Linked DNA regions of Mus musculus: region 1 is linked to region 2. The links are chromatin contacts, called in public Hi-C maps. All regions are on one chromosome and are shown on one strand. Each heading gives the region's core, a stretch centred on a gene start, on an enhancer-like site or on the middle of the called end of the contact. The rest is flanking DNA. Distances are from core to core; before and after follow the strand shown.

Region 1 (6,162 bases), core at 511-3,010, 3.4 Mb after region 2:
AAGTGGATCCCTTGGAACTGGAGTTGCGGATAGACGTGAAGCACCATGTGGGATGTGGGTGCTGGGGATTGAACCCAGGTTCTCTACAAGAACAGCAACCACTGAGCTATCTCTCTAGTCCTCAATTATGCTACTTTTTGAAAAGAGCTTCTAGGGTCCCAATGTGACCGTTTGCAGTAAGTACTAGCTTCTCTTTCCCAAGGTAATGTATATGTGTATGTGGTATATTATTATTTGTGTTTGGTATAAGGTATATGTGTGTGACATATGCTGTATGTGTGTGATATATGGTATATATGTATGATATATGCTGTATATGTGTATGTATATATTCATGTGTGTGGAGGTCAGAGGACATCAGATATCCTGTTCTATTACTCTCTAACTTATTCCCTGGTTGGGGGGGGGGGGATCTCTTACTGAACCTGGAACTGGGCTACCTGCTAATTAGCCCCAGAGATTCATTTAACTCTACTCCCTACAGCTGTTTGAGGCATGTGCATAGTCAAACCTGGCTTTCACTGTGAGTGTTGGAGATTTGAACTCAGGTCCCCGTGCTTGCACAGCAAGCACTCTTTCCCGCTGATCCATTTCCTCAGACTCTATAGTGCTTATTAAACTGCAGTTTTAATGTTCACACCCATTTGCACTTGCTGAACGGTATTCTGCATTCTAGGTCACCATCTACTAATTGATAGGCACTAGTGATGAAGGCCATGATCCTGGGCCATAAAGACTTCCCCGTGTAGTCAAGACAGAAATACAAACAGTCCTGTGTTACTTATGCAATTCCTCGTAGTTGCCAATTTCGTTCTACAAATGCATTTATTCCTAAGACAGATCACACCCTCCACTCTCCCACTTTGGAAATTGTTAGTGTAATAGCTTTATCTTTTAAAAACTATGCACACAAACGTCCATACAATGTTCAGTGTTGTTTGGAAACATTTATATGTAAATGGCATTCTTAGAGTCTCGCTCTGCGATTCGTGTTTTCATCATCATTTTGGTTTTACGGCTGACGTATATGAAGATGGTATTTTCAATTGTATTGCACTTATAATTATGCATTATTCATCTAGTCCCTAAGGGTGGGGCATTTAGGTTACTCTTCACTCGCAGCTATTAATAGGTTATAAAGAGTATTCCTGGTTCTTCTTTCTATTTTCTACACCTTTGACTAGAGTTTCAAGCTCCTGCTGTCTCTTGAAAGCCTCCCCTAAATTCTTCTAGACCCTAGAGCGGACGATTCCAGTGTCCCAAGCACCTTGCTACACGAAGTTCACTAAAAGAACCAAGGATGGGTGGGTGGATGGACGGATGAATGAACGAAATGCCCAGAGCATCTTAAGGAATGTCCTCTTAAGAGTACTTTGGCGCCTTTGCCCTCTGCCTTCCGTTGACAGTCTCGTTTTTGCTCTCCCTCATTCCTCTAACCAGCCAAGAAGTGTGTGGGTGGGTGTGTGGGGCATGAGGTCTGCCTCTCTCTACAAGTTCAGGACCCGGGTAAACCCTAGTGTTTGATGTTGGGCGCTTCAGCCGCCCCCCTTTCCGAGCTCATGGGCGGGCTCGGCGGTCGAGCGGGCGGAGTACGGGGTGCTGCTCACTCAGATCCCTCCGCGCGCAGAGGACCGGCGCTTCTTTCTGCGGGAAACCCCTGGGCGCGCGGCGGCGACGGGGGCGGAGCCTCGCGGTGGGAGGAGGCCGAGGCGGAAGGACACGCGGGCCGCCCAGCCGCGCGGCGCAGCCAGAAACTTTCAGCCAAACTTCGGGCGGCGGCCTGGCTGCGCGGAGTGCAGGGGCGGCGCAGCGGGAGCTCCAGGACTCAGCGAGCCGCGGGGGCAGGGTAGAGCACGCGAGAGCCGGGCTCCTGGTCGGGACCCGCTCCCCATGCGGATCTGCTCTGGCTGCGGCCCCGAAGATGCCCGCTCTGCGTCCCGCCGCGCTGCGGGCGCTGCTGTGGCTCTGGCTGTGCGGCGCGGGCCCCGCGCACGGTGAGTACCGGGCGCCCGGGAGACCATCCCTCTCTGTCTCTGCGCTACGGGGACTGCGTCTTCCAAACTGCCTCGTCCGGGCCTCGAGTCTTGGCAACGCGTAGCGTCCCGGGTTCCGCGTTAGCGGGGTCTCGGGCGAGCAGCTCGCGGGCCGAGGTGCGAGTGTGGTCGGGAGGGCGGCGGGGGCTTGCGGCGTTCCCAGCTTTTGACACCCGGATCGGTCGGTTTGTCCGGAGGAGGAGTTGGGCGTGGGGCTTAGGTCTTGGATAGGTGGAGGCAGCAGTGGGGGAACTGGTGTGGCAGCGTGCTGAGCCACATGATTGAAAATCTCAACTGCTGTTATTCTTTCCGAGGCGCGGAGCTCTGCTGCGGTTCCAGTGTGCGTCCAGCCCCAGGAATGTGGTGTGACGATCCCCAACTCCTCCAACCTGGCAGCAGCTTGCTGCTCTTTTGGCACCGTTGGGGGTGGGGCAGGGGCAGGCGAGGAAAAGTGGAGACGTTGCTTGATCCGAAGTGCTTGCTTAGAAAGGCTTGTTATGGTGGGATATTCCGTGCCCCCTCGCTAACTTGGTGGGAGCCAGGAAAGGAAATCGGATCATATTTTACCCACTCCACCCACATCTTTAGATTTTACATTTCTTTGGAATGTTGTATGGAAAGAACTTCGGCTTTGGAGTCCAGCTCTGTAATCCTGGATTCAAATCTTCTGTATTAACTCACCAATAAAATGGGGATGAAATTACCCAGCTAATAGGATTAATTAAAAGAATGTATATTAAACCCGTAGCACTTAAAAGATGTTCAGAAAAGTTGTTTCAGGGCAGGAGCAGCGGTTTGGTCTGTGCTTCCAATGGGGCTATGTCTTGTACTGGTTTGAAGTCTGTGCTTCCAGTGGGGCTATGTCTTGTACTGGTTCGAAGTCTGTGCTTCCAGTGGGGCTATGTCTTGTACTGGTTTGAAGTCTGTGCTTCCAGTGGGGCTATGTCTTGTACTGGTTTGAAGTCTGTGCTTCCAGTGGGGCTATGTCTTGTACTGGTTTGTTGAACTGGTAGGGTCCCCCTTTACTCAAGAACAATTAACTTTTACCAGAAAAACTCTAGTACATTTCCTCAGAGAAGGGATGAGTTTCAGAAAAGTATGGTCTTTGTTCATTGTAACAGGCAGCTGACATGCCAATCGCAGATGCTTTGAGGAAGACTCGATTATTTATCACCTGCAAACAGTGCTGGGCTGTCCAGCATCAACCAGATACTTTCTGGAAAATTAGAATGTCATACATTGCTGGGTCTGTAGGTTTTCAGAAGTGGACCAGGATTGAATTCAGGATTGAATGGTTCCCGAAAGTTTTCCTCAAAACTCAACGATGGCATTCTTGCCTTGCCCCTTTTCTTTGAGTGAAGCTGTTAGCCCTCAGTGTAGACTTAGTGTAAAGAGCTGTATGATTAGTGTGGTTTTTTTTCTGAGGATGAAAGTGCTTGGTCCCCCACGACTTGTTTTACATAGTAAAGTAACTTTAGTCTTCATGACCTGTGTCTTTTCCCATATGGAATAGGATTCAAAGCCTAACTATTTTTCTCTTGAGTACTTCGGGGACTAGTACGTAAAGTGACTCACAAGTGCTAACGCTGGCAACAGAGATGGGATGAGGCTGGCACACGGGCTTTCTCCCATGTTGAACCCCAGTGCGCTGAACTGATGCCCCCACTTCTGCTAATGCAGGCCCTCGCTGTCACCGATATCGGTTGGGGCGTCACACTGAGTGTCAGTCCAGCTCAAATGTAGGCATTTTGGGTTTTGGACAGGTGTTCTTTAGATGCTAAACTATTCTCATGAAAGAGATTAAAGAGCTAGTTGTTGTTGCAAATCTTAAATCTTCCCAGGGTCTAGCAGGGAAGCTTCCTAATCTATTATGGTGTATTTGCCAAGGTACCAATTATAACTCTCCCTCCCTAAGTTTTGAGTGTTCCCGTGTTTGGCTCGTGGCCAGTTGTTAATTTGAACATCACTGGTTCCTAAGGCAAGGAGCTGTCAACCCATCTGTGTGAGCTTCTGAACAATTCTCTGGACCACCCCTTACTCCCCTTACTTCTGGCTTGCTTTTGGCTCTGCGGTGGGAGTGACTCCCTGGTTTTGCTGTCACCTAGACACTTTCTCAGTTGAATCCCTACTATAAAAAGAACAAGTTTTTTTTTTTTTTCCTTTAGGGTGGAGATAAAATTCACCCTATAACTATTTCCCGTTTTTCTTTCTTGGAGGGAGGGGGGAGTGGTTGGTTGCAGAATCTCTTGTTTTATGGTGTTTGGCATCTCTTTTCTGCCTCCTCTGTGGATTTGTGTTGCCCAGAAGGGCAGCCTTGGCTCACCTGGCCTGTCACTGATTTCAGGACCTTTAAAGAATGTTTAAGCGCAGTGGGATATGCTTGGATGCTTGAGAGAAACCTTATAATACATTTTAAAAATATCACACCCACAGAAATTTTATTTTGCCCACAGAATTTGCATTGATGTAGTTCCCACTCTTCCATTCCTGGTGACCCTCCTCCCTGCCCCTTCCATGTCCTGGCTGCAGCAGACCTCCACTCAGCACCCTGGTGTCCTGACACAGGAGGCCTGAGAATCTGTATTATTATTTTTTTTAAATAAGGCTTACAAAAGATTTTGACAAATTGACCGAGTGGGACAATCACAGATTAATTCTGCCTTCAAGAGGTGTATGAGATCTTGCCTTTTAGATTTTAATAGTTTCCACAGTGAACCCAGCTTTAACCAGCCATTCCAGCAGTTAACCCTTTTGACTCTTAAAGAATTCAGAAATTGCTAACATGAAAGCTGTAGACTGTGATTGGATCCTTCTTGTGCACAACTGCTTCTAAAAAGGCTTCATGTGTGAGTGATACCTCTACCCCCTCTGCCACGGATTCTTCTTCAAATGTTATATATACATATAAATTTTGGATTCTTTATAAACTTTTCCAGGTGTGTGTGTGTGTGTGATTGTGTGTGTGTGTGTGTGTGTGTGTGCCCTCTAAGGCATGATCTGGATAGGAATGCATTCTTGTGCTGTATTTACAGACTGTATCTGTTTTCTTTCTTGATGTCTGTCCGGATGTCTCACTGATCTGTCCCCTCCACTCCTGAACTTTCTGGATCCTCCTGCTCCTGTCTTCTCTTGCTTTCCAAACACACCTTGAAAACAAGAATGTCCCCCGTCTGGCACTTTCCCTCTGCACCGGTCCACTGTATATGTAGTAATTGGGACAAGCCACTAAGCCGGGAGCCAGAAAACCAGAAATCTCCTCCAGCTCTGTTATTAATTGATTTGGTGACCTTGCAGGGGAGCCCATGGTTTGGTAGTTCACATTCTCATGGACTTTGTCACCAATCACAGGGCTGGTTGCAGAGTTGGGACTAGAATTTCTTTGTTTAAGGCCTCAGGTCCAGGGCCTTGTGTATCGTCCATACTGCTTCTGTCTTGTGTACAGATGGATTTGTGTACACAGAAACACATCCTTGAGTGCTTACTGTTAGTGTATGCTACAGGGAAAGAATTGTGCCTCTGCTTGTCTGTGTTCTGGTACCCACATTTCTACCCTGTACTTGGCATGGTTCCTTGGCATCTCATTGGCATCCTGTGAAGACGTGTTCATTTGAGCCAGTACCTTTCAGTCCTTTTTCATTGTAGGCCACAGTGGTCCTGCTGGATGCCTATTAAGTGGTGTTTGCAATGAGGCTCTGGTGTCTTCTCTTCCCTGACCTCTCCTGCTCCATGTGGTGGTCACAGGTTAACACTCACTGCACTTTTGTTCACCTTTTCTATAGAAGGCTTTCATTTGGGGCACAGCTTGGGATCATTTCTGGAATAGTATATTTTTCTTTGGGGTCAGCTTTGTTTTGCTATTTTTGAGCCTTTTCATCTTAAACTTGATACTGCAATCCTGTGCCAGACAACCACATGTGATTGGCCTCTGACACACAGATCCTGCTCCTTGAGAGAGGTGCTCTGCCTCACACACACAGCCCTTTTCTGTCCTACGGATGTTCACGGCATGTGTCCAGTGTGCAGAGGCACCTGAGCGGAACGCCTTGGTTGAGCACCTGTGGCTTGCTCAGTGTGCCTACAGACTTATACTGCCTGGCGCCTTTTGAGACAGGGCTTTGGAACCTTGGTC
Region 2 (6,156 bases), core at 3,553-6,052:
GTAGGGACAATTGGACAGACAGCTTGGTGAGGAACTGTCTTCCCCTTAGTTTGGAATTCAGGAGCTTAATAAGTCACTGTGTGTTAGCAAAGTCCTAGCTAGGGGCTCCCAGTGTAACCGTAACGATAAAGCACAACGCGCTGAGAACAATCTTGAAGAGTCCGTAACTATCATGTTGTTCTGAGAATGTGGCTTAGCATGTGACTTACATTCCCTACACCTGGCAAAGGAGTGACAAAGATTCCTAGTCTTATGCAAGACCCACTCACTGAATCACAGCCATTAAAGAGTGTAGCTGCAAGTCTGTGTTTCTGGTTTAGGACCCCAAGTGATTCTCATGCATGGCAAGTGTGAGGACTTTGCCATAAACATTCCGTTTGCTCAGCAATCATTTCAAGCATTATTATCCAAGTCTACCTGGGAAATCTGAGCCAAAGGGAAAAAAAAATCAAATTTTTTTAATAGAGGTTAAGAAGATACTCAATGTCTCATGACTCACTCAACTGTAAAAATCATTATCAAACCGTTAAACTATTTTCATAAATTCACATGAAATTAAACAAAAAATGACCCTCAAAAAACAAACTGCACAAAATAATTTATTTATGCTTTAACCTTAGCAAGGAAAAGCTGATGGGTATATTATCAGGTAGCTACTAAGAAGGGAAGCATATACTGTCTGACTGGCAGACAGTGACAGACATCATGGTTTTGAATGTTTACAAGCCAAGCCTTAAGGGTCTGTGCTTGAAATTCACACTCTCCAAAGCAGGTTTGGCAGGTAAAAGTGCTGGCTTGTGCAAGCCTGACCGCCTGAGATTGACTCTTAGAACCCACCTAAAAGCTGGATGTACCGGGGGAAACATCTTTAACCCCAGCCAACCCTGTGGTGAGAGAGGAGAAGGCAGAGACACACACACACATACAAAGATCCCAGGATCAGGTCAAAAAAGGCCTACAAACACAATCTCAAAAATTGTAGGCAGTTCTATACCCCACTGCACACAGCAACTCTCCCAAAGGCAACTCTCTCAAAATCAAGTATCCTCAGACCTACGTTAACTTTATAGAGATTAACCTGAAGTCAGTTATTCACATACTATATAATCAGTGCAAAGATATATTTATTTTGGTTCTATTTGTTGAAAGCATCTTTCATACTCTGGCCTCAAGGTACATGCACATCAAAGGGAAGGCACACAGTACACATTACACTGGGGAAAATTACAAGGTGGAGACTGTGTTAGTCAAGAAACTTTCCATCCATAGTAAATTTAGAGCCCAGAGGGCTTCTTCATACTGTGGTACCAAGCCCTGCAACATGACTCTAGCCAGCCTTGAAAGGAAAAGGAGAAAGTGAGCCAATACTGGCTCCAGTCGAGTTTAACAATTATCCCAGGAGTCAATGAGCTTGGGTAAGCAGACTCTAAGAGCAACACAAAGAAATGGCTCCTCTTGCTGATGTTCAAGTCTAGATCCACTTAAATGTTACTATTCTTTCACACCTTTACCAGTTGTCCAAACAATGACAACATGACAACTGGAGTAAAAGCTGTCTGCACATAGGGAAAGGAGTTTAAAATAGGGAGAAATCTCAAACTTCAATTATCAAGGCCCAGACATCTACCTGCCTGTGACTTGGCACACAACGATAAAGCTATATACAGTAATAACCAACCTATCCCTAACTCAGATTCTATCACTTTTCATCAACATGAAAAGCTTTCCAGGGACAACTGAAAGATTAATTAAGAATTTGGGTAAGACAAATTGAAAAGCTCAGGCTGGGAACTGTAGCTGAGTGAGTAGAATGCTTGCCTAGCAAGCATGAAGCCCTAAATCCCTGGGTTCCATCCTCGGCACAACATAAGCCCAACAAAGTGGCACAGACCTGGAATCTTAGCACTCAGCAGGTGGAGGCAGGACAACCAGATGCTACATGCAGAGTCTGAGGCCAGCCCGGGCTACATGGGACTCTGCCTCATATATATAAATAAATCCCTAAAGTTAGTTGATTTTTTCTTCTCTTACTTGAAAAGTCTAAGGAAATGGGGGAGTTGGGGGAGGTATACAGAAGTCTCAGAAGTTATAAACTAGCTTAGAATTGTTAGTTACCTCTGTTACTTCTACAGTGGTACCAGAGTTTCAAAGAATTTTGAATTTTGAAAAAGAATTTTGAATCAGAATACAAAAAGCTCAAAGGAATCCCTGTCTTGAAAAACCAAAAAAAAAAAAAAAAAAAAAAGCTCAAAACCAATACCATGAAGATTTCTTTTTATCATCACCAACCTTCCAGGAACAACTGTCTAGGCAGTATTTCTTTTCCCCTGCCACCAAAAATTAGAAAAATTTCTCTCACCACCAAGGACAGTACCAAAAAATATTAGCTTCTACTTCCTAGGCTCCTAGTCTCTCATAAGGATTCACAGGATCCCTCAGCTCTTCTTTACATTGGCTAGTTTACAGCTGGGATTTCTGCTGGAGACTATAATAAGAGTAAAAAGTTTAAACACTCTTGGTAGATATTAGCTGTAGTTTCATCATTTTGGACCCTATACAGCAAATGACCTAGAACTTTAATACACTTATAACTGTATATATTTTAAAACTAAATATAAAGAGCTGAATCAAAGCTAATTTCCACAGGGAAAGCAAAATGACAATTCTAAAAGTTTCTATCAGAAGAAACCATCAGTCACAACTTTTGCGTTTTCTAGAAAATAAATACCAAGGGACCCAGTTAGAAGGCAAAGTCATTATTGTATTCAGTATCTTAATGCTACCCACAAAGACTAAAAATATACTACCCGAAAATATTAGAAAATAGTCTGTAATATAGCAATTTAAAACAAAACAAAACAAAAACCCCACAAGCATCTCTTTCCATAAAGGTCAGAAGAAATGTGCAAGCTCTCCACACACATGCATTAGTGAGCTACTCTTTCTTGAAGTGGAAAAGACGAGGAAACAGAGTAAGAGTAATGGGCACAAAAATGGGAGGGGGGGGAAAGGCCTGGAGGAAGGGGGCTCCTTTACAAGGACAGACTCCCAAGATTCTGTAAGTGCAGCTCTTACATGAATCTGTTTTACAAAATGAAGAGCAGGCAGCTGTGGAACTTACAATTAAAATGAAATATTTAAAAAGAAGAAAGACTTGTGTGAGTAAATCCCATCATGGAAGGAGAGGCTGCGTGTGGGGGGCGGGGAGGGGGGGGCGATACAATATAGATGCAGTAAGGAGAGATCCAGGATTGAAGGAGAATGGAGACAATGAGAGCACACAGCGCCAACAAGTCAACCAACAACCACTATACAAATTTAGGACAAAGTACAAAATCACAACCACAACACAGCTTAGGGCAGTGGAGGTCTGCGTTCAAACTGCCAAGACAACATCTCTGGAGCTTTAAGGGATGTGGTGGTGACAAGTGAGCCTGAACAAGTTCGATGAAGGAAGACTGCAGCAGAAGGTGGGTTGCAACAGCAGAAGGGGCCTTAAAAAGAGAAGGGAAAGCTACGTCGAGAAATTTAAAGTGTAGGATTGCAATAGCACAGAGCAGGAGGAAAACGGAGCGGGCAAAGACCTAAGTCGACTGCAGTCTGAGGGAAGCAGGAGCTAGGAGCACTATTAAACCGAACTCCAAGGTGTGAGGAGTGGTGCACGTGGGAAGTCGGGGAGCCAGAAAAGGCTGTACTCAAAAGCAATGTAGCCATGGAGAAGCTAGCCTGAAAATCAGGTTGCAACCCCTCCCCCAAAAACGCATGTGATAAGGTATACTCGAGATGGTGTGACTACAAAGAAGAAGAGGGGAGAAAAGGCCAAACGGTGGATGCAAAAATGTCGGTGTGCTTTTATCATAACGGGGAATAACTAAGGAAAGTGGGTGGAGGGTTAAGGTGGGGAGAAATGATGCCTCCAGAGGAAAATGAGCTGACCACAGGTCCTATCAGGTCTAGAGGGCAGAAGGGACAGTCCACAAGGTCTGAGGGGAGTGGCAGCGACCAGGAAACTATGATGCTAAAGATGAAAAGTTGGGGAGGACACAGTACTGGCTAGGTCGAAAGGAGACTCCCTCAGTAAGGGGCAGAAAGAGGCATGCTATAGAAGAAGGCAAACGGGTTGAGAGCAGCCAAAGGCATGGGAGCAGCAGGGAGAGCACAAACTGGAGACGCCAGGAAAGCAGGAGGCTCCAAGCCGGGCCGCGAAGGCCCGCGGGGGGCGAGGGTCGCGGCAGGCTCTCGAGCTAAGAGAGGTGCGGCCTGGGTGACAGGGTGCGGGGCCAGGACAGGCGAAGGATAGGAGGACGGGGCGTGGCGGCAGCGATACTCACACCTCCAGGATGCGGTCCCCTTTGCGCACCCCGGCCCGGTCGGCCGCCCCCCCGGGCAGCACGGCGCTCACATGCTGCAGCGGCGCGTACAGCTCCCCGTTGATGCTCCGCAGTTGCCCGCCCTCGCTCACTTGGCCCCGCACGTTGAAGCCGTAGCCGGATTCGGACTTGACAATGCGCACGACCCGCGGGCCGCCGCCTCCCCCGCCACCGTTCCCGGCGCAGTGGAGCCCAGACCCCCCGCCGCCGCCTCCATTCCGGTGCGGGGCTGAGGGGTGAATACCTTCCCCGTCCTCGTCCGCCATCTTGCGAGCAAGCGAGCGGTCCCCCGCCCCCCTACGCCTCCACTCCTCCGGCGCGCGCCCGCCCCCTCCGGCAGCCGCGCGACCCCGGCGCGCGCCCGCTCCGCCGACCGCTGGAGCTAGTGGGCCACCGCGCTGCGAGGGGGTGAGGAAAAGGGAGCAAGGCGGGAGAAGCAGACGGTTGGGCGCTGCAGGGCCTCCTGGGAGATGTAGTTCTGCAAATGGTGCATGACGCATCCGGGCTCAAAGCCTTCTGGGAGTTGTGGTTTATTGGGCTTTGGGCTCTGGTTAAGTTTCCTTGGTTGGATGATGAGAATCTTTTTTTGTTTTGTTTTTTCGAGACAGGGTTTCCCTTTGTAGCCCTTGCTGTCCTGAACTGGCTCTGTAAAGCAGGCCGACCTCAAACTCAGAGATCCACCTGCCTCTGCCTCCTGATTGCTGGGATTATGCCCGACCACTAGTTGGTGATTCATTGCAATCTTGAATCGGTTATTCATTTGTATATTCATGTTGGACAAAGCCCCAGCAATCAAGTGATACAACCAGATCGTGAATTCGGTTCCTTATTTCAAGTATTAGGATACGGAACTTTAGTGTTACCAAAGTCAAGCAGCAATTATGTAACAGCATTTAAAGCTCAGCTGTTTTTGCGCAACTTTCTTTTCCATGTTATTGCAACTTCACGGCTATATACAGACATACAAAAAAGCATGTGTGGAGGAAAACAACAGCTTCCATGATTTAGAACTGGATATTAAAGTGGTCAATAATTTTAATTTAGCAAGAGTTTTGAAGTTGCTTTTATCTTGTTTATTTCATTTCTTCCAATAGCACAAGAGAATTCTTAGAAAGCATGCAGTTGGTGTTTTTGGCGATCTGGCAGGATATAAACTTGATAGAGCTGGGTGCCTGGTGACAGCAAGTAATGACAGAAATAATGCACATAGCAATCTACGCCATCACTGCTCCACTTTGGTATTTGATTTCCCCCTACTGATAAGGTCACTAGTTAATCCATTCCTGTTTAGTAGATGTTGTAGAATACACAAGATTCCACAAAGCAAAGACAAAGGAAACAGTATCAGCCTCCTCAGGTATTCTCAGTTCTTCCCCACCAAGCACCATGTAGATAAAGAGCTCTGATGAGTGATGTTCCCCTAAGGTATCAGAGCCTAAGACACACAACTTGGAAAGGTTGCCATTCTGTACAAAGGAATACAGTAGACTTGCTCTTTGTCCTGAGGGGGACATTACTTCATCTCCCAAAGTGACATATTAACACAACCCCCCAACCGGAGAAATAACCTGGAGATAACGAGCCAGGAGTCTTCCTTCTTGGCATCCAGCAGAAGAAGAGGAGAAGCACCAAGAACTACCTTTCTCAACATGACTATGTACCAAGTCTTTACATCTAGAACTTATTAACGCTTTACAGCACTAGCCCAGTCCCTGCTTGGTAGATGAGGTTACACAAGTAAAAAATTATGAACCTAAAAGAAGCAGATAATTTATAAAAACAAACA

The links. A called contact is a pair of places that touch in the nucleus more often than the background predicts.
Region 1: a contact with region 2 is called in a Hi-C map of CD4 T cells, with 4 times the contacts expected there. The contact joins the promoter of Notch2 here to the promoter of Snx27 in region 2. A contact is called at or near these places in 1 of 39 promoter capture datasets (pre-B cells) and 1 of 484 Hi-C or Micro-C datasets (CD4 T cells).

Annotation. Positions count from the first base shown.
Region 1 is chr3:98,011,778-98,017,939 of GRCm38.p6, forward strand. It overlaps Notch2 (notch 2), which reads left to right and starts at 1,761. Exons shown (of 34, transcript NM_010928.2): 1 at 1,761-1,994. The coding sequence starts at 1,922.
Region 2 is chr3:94,577,914-94,584,069 of GRCm38.p6, forward strand. It overlaps Snx27 (sorting nexin family member 27), which reads right to left and starts at 4,803. Exons shown (of 12, transcript NM_001082484.2): 1 at 4,332-4,803. The coding sequence starts at 4,636.